Regions from separate parts of the Bombyx mori genome. Here region 1 is linked to region 2. A link is a contact called in public Hi-C data. All regions are on one chromosome and are shown on one strand. The core of a region is the stretch at or near the end of the contact, and the rest is flanking DNA. Distances in the headings are between cores, read along the strand shown.

Evidence for each region. Hi-C and Micro-C count contacts between places; a contact is called where the count stands out from the background.
Region 1: a contact with region 2 is called in a Hi-C map of posterior silk gland, with 1.8 times the contacts expected there. The contact joins the promoter of LOC732872 here to the promoter of LOC100216351 in region 2. A contact is called at or near these places in 3 of 7 Hi-C or Micro-C datasets (middle silk gland, posterior silk gland and whole pupa).

What each region holds. Positions count from the first base shown.
Region 1 is chr4:18,107,168-18,111,743 of ASM3026992v2, forward strand. It overlaps LOC732872 (karyopherin alpha 3), which reads right to left and starts at 2,272. Exons shown (of 9, transcript NM_001046875.1): 1 at 1,993-2,272; 2 at 1,199-1,897; 3 at 495-737. The coding sequence starts at 2,055. It overlaps LOC101739397, which reads left to right and starts at 3,486. Exons shown (of 4, transcript XM_062668400.1): 1 at 3,486-3,674. The coding sequence starts at 3,603.
Region 2 is chr4:17,562,780-17,567,132 of ASM3026992v2, forward strand. LOC100216351 (autophagy related protein Atg3-like protein) reads right to left here and starts at 1,823. Exons shown (of 7, transcript NM_001142489.1): 1 at 1,752-1,823; 2 at 1,274-1,462. The coding sequence starts at 1,823. It overlaps LOC101738081 (mitochondrial fission 1 protein), which reads left to right and starts at 2,749. Exons shown (of 5, transcript XM_004925765.5): 1 at 2,749-2,974; 2 at 3,061-3,174. The coding sequence starts at 2,930.

The DNA of each region.
Region 1 (4,576 bases), core at 1,022-3,521, 540 kb after region 2:
TGAGTACGTATTTCATTAGAAAAATTTGTACCCGCCTGAGATTCGAACACCTTACGTCTTATCCTTTAGGCCACGACGATGACAAATAATATGACGACGATAATTCTTAATCATTATCCTCATCATACAATGATCTGTTATCTTTCTGTGCTGTTTTCATTTCAAAATTTACACAAAATACAAATAATATTACTGTCAGTAAAAGAATTAAATTCTTATCTGTTGATTGTCATTAGACCAATACTATAATATTTGATAACAAGCGGTGTTTAATTAATATAATGCACTACGTTTATTGAATATTACTTTAAACTTATAATGAAACCACAGAAAAAGATGATCTATTCCATTAATGCGAGCAGTACAGAGAAATACTTATGCATTTTTACTTTTGATGATATCTGTATTTGCAAGTTTATCAAAATCCTAAAATATTGTATAATTTGTGATTAAAACAAATCTTTAACTTTAAAATACTTTAAAAATTTACTCACCGGATGAGTCAGTAAAGCCGGGAAGTGTGAGAGAGCATCGCAGTTCAGGACAACTTGAGTTTGTTCGTCTGTTCCTGTGACAATGTTACCAACTGCTCTTAGGGCGGCCGTCTGTACTTTCACTTCCTTGTGCGACAACAACGGAATCAAGGTTGTTACTATACCAGATTCTATCACCATTTGGATTTGTTCATTGCCCCCATCTGTTAGATAACTAATGGCCCAAACAGTATCAACAAGAACCTGTAAAATATCAGCTATTTAGTTATAAGGTCAATGTCCTTTTATCTGTCTTACATTTTATTTTTAGTAGGTTTCTTTTATCGTGATGAAGCTTAAAATATCATATCACTTAAATATATTATAATTAATATGACAGAAGCACTTGTTTTATATTCATCACTATATTACAAATTAATTTTTCTAAATTACAAATTTTTTTTATTGCCTTTGTAGGCATATGGCTGTCAAGCTTCTGTCTTCTGTCAAGTCAAGTTTAGAGAAATGTCATGAGTATGTTTCATATATGCTTGAAAATGGCTCAGTTTTAATTTGATAAATTAAATATTGCTTGTCTAATTAATGGTTATTTAAAATACACTGACATAAGATATAAGATTTCGGTGACAGCAGACAAGTTTTAAACTCAACATAACTTGATCAGCCACATAATATGTTTGTAAACAAAAAAATTATTTACTCACACTACTGTCGTTGTGTAGGATTAGAACATTTAAGGCAGGCAGTATCTCCTGGATGGTTTTCAGAGGTGGTGGTGGATCTTTACTCCTGCAGAGGTTGACAATCACCCATGTTACATTCCTGAGGAATGGGATTGGTATGTCTGATTTGATTAAGCTCAGTAGTGGTTTGACAACTCCTAGTTCTATCACAAAGTCTCGAAGGACTGGACCGTCGCCGATTATGTTACCGAGGGCCCATACTGCCTGATCACATACGTTTTCATGAGGTGACATCAAGAGCTGAAGGAATACAGGTACTGCACCGGCATGGACTACTTTGTTTGTTTGTGCAGACGTTCCGGAAGCTATGTTTGTTAAAGCCCAAGCGGTCTCGAATTGTAACGCTGGATTGTCAGCCCTCGAAAGGCACTGAACTAGGATGGGGAGTATTCCAGCAGCTATGAGCTCATCAATAGGCGGGTTTTTATCACACGAGAGCAGTTTTCTGCATTGTTGCACAGCAGCCAACTGTGCTTCAGGGTTTTCTGCGTTGGCAGCGTTCATCACCAGCTCATCAAGGTCGGTGGTAGCGAGGTTCTTGTCGATCTCCTCCTCATCGGTAGAATAGCTAATGGGCACATTACGCCGTTTCTGAAGTGTTTCCTCTCTTTTGTTTTTTCTTAACTCGACTGTGACTTCATTCCTTCGCCTGCGCATTTCCTGGAAACAAAAAATGCAAAGTGAGTCCAAGACTCGTCAAGCCTAGTTCGCATGGTATTTTTTCTACGCTATAATATATTCATTCGTATACTTACATCGACATCTTTGCCTGCATTCTTGAACACATGCATGCGGTTTTTCGCTTGATCAGTCGCCATTTTATCTGTGCTCGCTGTCTCGACACAGTACGTGGTAATTACACAAAGAAACAAAGAATCAACATAAAATTACTAAGCAGTAAACTAATCAAACATGTTTTACGCCACTATACGAGCGATGGTGGTTTAACCTCTATTTTCACGAAATATTCTACAACTCATAAAGGATAGTCCGTTTCCTTCAGAAATCTTTTTATTTTAGGAATTTATGACTTGACTTGTCTGATCAGTGTTGCCAACTAAAAATGTTTTAGGAATACTGGCCAATGCCAAGTCAAACAGAGTTTTGGGATAAAAATATTTTTTCAATTTTAATATTCGTTTTTGTTTCAATGAATACAGTGTAGAATCATTGAAATTGAGTATTTTTAATACAAAGTAAGCATTTAATCAATCAATTTAATCAATTTTATATTTTAATCGAGTCCTTCGTCCAGTCATTGCAGTTAGTGATACTATCTTAACGGTACGACGAGGTTTGAGATGAAAATCTCCCATCAAATTCAGTATTTTTATTTTTATTATCGCTGCTACATAAAGGCAGACAAGTTCACAGCCCATATAATGTCTAGTTGTCATTGGAATAAAGCTAGGTCTTGTTCGCCTCGAAACTCAAAAAATCCTACCTCTCAGACTAGAACGTAAACACAGAAATCTTCAACTTCTTCAATTTCTGCAGATTCACAACAAGCTCTACTTCGCAACAGAACTTCTTGGTGTACCGTAAATAGGAATAAGAATAGTAGAGAAAGTTATGTAGAAAAAGCAAGGTAAGAATACTACTAAGGATGAATAGTATTATTTATGAATTTAATAATTATTGTATGAATTTAAATAGTTGTTTTCGCTCATTAGAAGCCGATACTTCGGTGTAAAAAATAATTTCAATATATGCAAATAATGAATATCATTTTATTAAAAAAAAAGGGTTTAGCCAGAGTTTAAATATTGTTATAGTAATTTGTGTTTACGTTATAAAAAATACACTTAATTTTGTTTCATTCCTCGGATAGCTTGTTGAATTTTACGGCAACTCATGTCTCATGCGCTCATCGTAAAAAAATCAAATAGACCGAATACCTATACGGCCCTATCTATGGTACCTATCTACCCATGCGGGTTTAAAATACGCTTTAACACCAGTAATTATTCTTAATTTACAAACTTGACAGATTTGGTTTTTATTACAAAATGTTACAACTTCATCGTGGAAGTCGTAATGATTGAAGAAGTAATACATAAAAAAATGGAAGGATAGTAACGGTTAGAATGACAGCTTTGTTCATGAACTATCAATAACTAAAATGAGAATTGTTACTATTGATAAAATTAGTCGAGTTCGAAATTACTATGAAGGTCTTGATCAATTCGTTTCAATCGACTAAAACACAAATGTTGCTATATGGCGTAAAGATTTTGGTATCTAGCAACGCATGAAATTATTGATGAATTTTGTCAGTCATTTCAAGACTGCGTTTCTGTAACACTGAATATTTATTGAAGTTGAAATCGTAGTGGATTAGGGTGTGTTTGATAATAATCTTATCATGACCGTTTTCACGAAGCCCAGTCTCAACGCTCACAAGCCTGAGGCCATTGCCGACCAATTATGTGAAGATGTGCGTAATTATAATTTACTGATTAGCTTAAATAAAAAAAACATTTACTTTTTTGTTAGCTTTAACTTATATTTCGCTAAATAAAAGTTTTTCATTTTAATTTTGTAAATTATTTATTTCAAATTTTACTTACATTACTCACTATGATTCAAAACAATCGAAGAATTAAAAGCATGTCACATCCCTAAATTATATACTGGTACTTAGCTCGTTAGATTCTTTGTTTTTTAACATTATTTTATTAACCGATAGAAACTTATTTGAATGACCTAGAGTTGAATTCCGCAAAATTCGTTTGGGTTTTCTGGTTTTCTTGCGAGTTATAACTGTTAAATCAAATCTTAGTCGGATATTGATCGAAGTCCATAAACTTACTACCTATTGCTTTTTGTTCATTTTAATTCGACGTAATTTAAGATAATTTTAGAGAATCAACGGTAATGTTTCTATGATATAAACAGAAAATAATGCCATTCAAATATTATTTAAATTAATTTTGGTTATTTCATGTTAGGAATTCACCCGAATTTATTTTTGGGAAATAATTCTAGTACACCTATGTAAATACACAAATAAATTAAGAAATACGCACAGTATATGCACCGAAAGCAATTTTATATTTATTTGTCAATTACTATAATATTATGTCTTGTATTGCAAATTTTTTACATATTGGTGGAATTCATCCGAATTCACTTGCTAAAAATATACCAGATGGCGGTGGTATCGGTTTGTTCTTCTATCTAAAAATACCATGGCTAAGCTTGATCCATTCTTTGTGATTATTGATTGCATTTTTTTTTGCTTTTTAATGTCGGTTAAAAATGATTATTTGTTAGTGTAAACAACAGGAGCTGATCGATATGCACAACATCGAGGGCCCTTACATCATGAGGAAGCGT
Region 2 (4,353 bases), core at 573-3,072:
CCTATTTTTCGTGATAGTATAACAGCAGTATAAAAGAAAATGTTGAGCTGGCACGGATATTTTACCACAAAGCAGTCTATATAAAACCTTCACAAACCAGAATAAAATCTTTAGTATCTAATATAATGGAGCTTTGTTAGGCAATCTAGGAATTTAGGTGTAAGTGGGAATCGTTGGAATCTAATACTTTATCACTGTTATGGTAACAGCATACAATTGAAACTGCAAAATGAGTTAATTTGGTAATTATACTATTTGGGTTATAGGGTTGCAAGTTTACTAAGTGTCCAGCAATAGATTATGTGATTATTAATTTTATTAAAAAAAATACCTTTATAATTTAACAAATTTGAAGTACAATTCAATACAACTTTACTGCCTGTTACAAGCTCAAGTAACCATAATCAAAACTCCTTAGTAAGTACTTGTTCTCAGCCGTGTGGAGACATCCACAGAGAAACTTTCAGCTTATATAAAACAAAAAAGGTCTAGGCATCACAAGATCATGCTCTAGATTATTACTTTATCCAGATAGTTTTGTGTTTACACATGTGTAAAAGTAAAAAATTATTTTACAAAGTGTTAGAAAGACATTAGTCATTAGACAAAGAAATTTCAAATTAAATAAACACAATTCAACACTTCAGTTGTGCTTGACTATGATAACTTTAGTCATCTTGGGCGATGGTTGTAATTATAATGTCTTTCCAAATACAAATGGACACAAAGAAAGTTTTTATTTAAGACGAACACAAAATATACAAAGAAGGTGAAAGTAACAAGAAATAGATAGTCCAAGCAACACAAGCGGTACACGAAACAAAAAGTAATAATTAAAAGGCGTAGTACAGAAAGAATAACACGGGATGCATGCTCGCATATCAGATTTCGACTGGTGGCGGTGGATCGGTAAAAATGCAACGACCGGTTCGTCTATGCACCGATGTACTAGCGAAATATTATCGTCGCCGCTATACTGCAGTTATCGCCCGACTTTAGTTGTGGATTTAATTTTGTTTAGTGTAAATAATGTTTTGTATGATTGTGTGATAAATGAATGTGTTGATATAAAATAAAGTAAGTATGTATGTGTTGTTGTGTAGTGTAATTATAATAAAATATTATAAAATAAATAAATACATGTGAGTCACCCACAATAACTACAAAAATTTTGAAATAGCTATTGCAAAATGACAACTTCTTGCGGAGGTTGTCATAAAAACTGAAGAAGCCGTGATATCTATTGTAACTTACAAAAATTGTTTTAGCTTACTTGTTTACATCGTCTGTAGCATGGCACATTTCGAGTTATAAGGAATTGTTTGTCTGCAGGAAGGTAAGGCCTAATCTTAGCTTCCTCTCCCTTTGCCCACTGCCAGGTAGGGCAGTGGTGTACCAGGTGGTCACCAGCAGCTACAAACTCTTCAGGAGTCAGTACACCAGTTTCTTGAAATTTCGATTCCTAGAAATAAGTGAAGTTAATATAAATAAGCCTTTGGTTTGTTTTCAAATTTCTTAGTAACCTAATTGACTTGCAAATGATCCTCAAATCCCCATATTCTGGAATTACCGTTCAAATTGTGAGACACTCACTACAGAATATTACATTTTAAATAAATATGAAGCATAGAAATAAATATTTATTTTTACAGGGTAAAAAGATTATCAATATGTTCGGTCAGTCACCGATTCATATATATAATGAGTAATTTCAATATGTATGTAATTAATAATGATCGTGATAAACGTACCTTCAACACCGGTGTCAAGTAACCGGCCACGCCAAGAGCAGTTCCCTTTACTGTGTTTATTACACTTTGCATTGTGATGTCCCTAATAGGATTATGGGTTGTTAAAAAAACTATGAGCTGTCTTTTACACTATCTACTACGTATACCTAGCAATTGCCGGCCCACAAAAGAACTTATCAATTTGACCAAATTTGACAATTCAATTTGATTTGATTTAATTCTTTGTTCAAGTGTTTTCTCGTTCGGTGGTTACCGTTCTCGAATATATTAAGTGTATAATCTATGGTTACCGTATGTACCATAGATTTTAAACCATGGAGTTAATAAGTATAGTAACTCTATGTTTTAAACTTAATCTCTGTCTGTAATTTTAATTCAGTTTAAGCAGTGACACTTTTGCTGCAGGGATCTCGAACATTGTACCTATGCGTGTGTTGCCTGTGGTATTCGTATCGTTAGGTTTTCGCTCATGTCATGTCATGCGGCCCGTACACACGTTAACTCTCTCCAGGTCATCCAATCTTGTTTCTGCAGGATAGCCGTCAGAGCGTCGTGGTATGTGAGGAATGTAAATCTTCACGACGATCTAAATTTAGTACCGATTCGTAAATATCTTATGGAAGCGTCAGAAGGTCAGAGCGTTATTCAACAAAACGGTGCCACACGCAAGTAGATTATGCGAAGCCTACTCTAGTAGGACTAGTGGTAGCAAATTCTTTCAGGTCGAGTTTGTGAGCTTACCTAGCCGTCGGGAATAGCTTCTTAAGCTACCAACGAATAAATAGAGAAAAAAAATCATTTGCTTGAAAAATTGTAGCGAGATATGACTTTAGTCTTTTCTATAAAGACTTTTAATCCCTTTGGCTTTGTTACTAGGTCTTTTTTATAATACTAAGTAAATGTACTTTCTAACTTTTTCAGTACCTAAATTATTTCGAAATATACTGTGTGGTCGGATGTTTTTGCCTTTCTTAACCTGGAAAAACTTAAGTGCCACTGAATCATCATGAACGATGTCAAACATTCAATGTCAAAATTGTCAAACAATCCATAATTCCATTTATTCTGCATTGCAAATCTACCAATTTCTCGTAATAAACCTTACACGGTACACCTATTTTTCTTTTTGTAAACGTTAAATATCTAATCAAAGTTATCATTTATAGTAACCGGCTACAATGGAAGACGTATTAGACGAGATTGTTTCATCGGAAGATTTGCAAGTAACGATTAAAACTTTGTTGTTGATAGTGACTCACAAATAAATTTACAATTGTTCATAAATCTTTGTTTGTTTTTTTTTTTGTAGAAATTCGAGAGGGTCTTTCATGAACAATTGCATCAAGGGAACGTTTCCCACAAAGCCCAGTTTGAATACGCATGGTGTTTAGTGCGCAGCAAGTATCCAACGGATATACGAAAGGTACATTTATTTACAAATACATAGTATAAAAACTGACGTCAATTTTACAGATCTCATTACAGTGGTATGTCAGAATATTATGCATATCATCAACTTGACTTGTTTTTGCCAAATTTGCTAAACAAAGCCATATTTATATATTTAAACATTAAGATATCTAAATATTTAATACAAATATACTTAATATAGAATACTATAGTCGGATTTTTTATTAGACGAAGTCAACTGACGTTTACTGTGTTGTCAGTTTTTGATGAAATAAAAATAATGTTGTGACAAAGTGAACGATTGAAAAAACTCCTGAATTAATAAAATTGCCTCGATTGTCTAGTGAACAGTTGGTGTGCCGAATTGCCGATATCGGGTACGGGTTTCGAATTTTAGGCGTGCTTTGTACATACCAACGAGTTTTCGACGAAATATTATGTTCCTATAGTATCTACCTGTACTGAATACCGAGTGTTTTAATTAAGAAAAACACTGCGAGGAAGCTTGTAAGACTGTCATATTTCCAATACATCATGTAGTTGAAATTATAGATGTATAAAATATAACAATTATAGGTAGGTAATGAAAATAAAAAAAGCTGATTGTAGTTACATACTATTAGCAACATATATTGGAGCACTTTAATACAATTTTATTGTAAAATATAAATAATACTCTTTTATAGTTTGAAATTAATGATTAACTCTTCACACTCATTGTTCATTTGTGATTGAACGAGAACTGAACGCATCACTATTACTTTAAATATAGCAACATTATTTCACAAAGTGACATTAGCTACTGTCAGCTAGCTTCGTCTAATTAAAAATCCGACTATAGCACTGAATATCACTACATTAGAAGAAACGATTGTTGTTTCTGATATTTTTAAACCATTCATTTCATTTCCTGTTAGTTAAGTGTTTTTATTATTTTGAATGTGTATTCCAATGGACACATGAGATTGATAATTAAAAATAAATGGAACTCATCATGGCTTAAAGGATGAGTCTGCAGTGTACATGTTTCAAGGGATGTTACAATTTTAGTGTTAAAGTCTCATAGGCATGTGCAAGTTTTTTAAGGACTGACTTCCAAGGCAAAGAAATTATATTACATATTTAACTAAAAACCAATTATTATTCCACAACTTGCTTAATAACTACTGGTAACAGGGAATACTGTGTATAA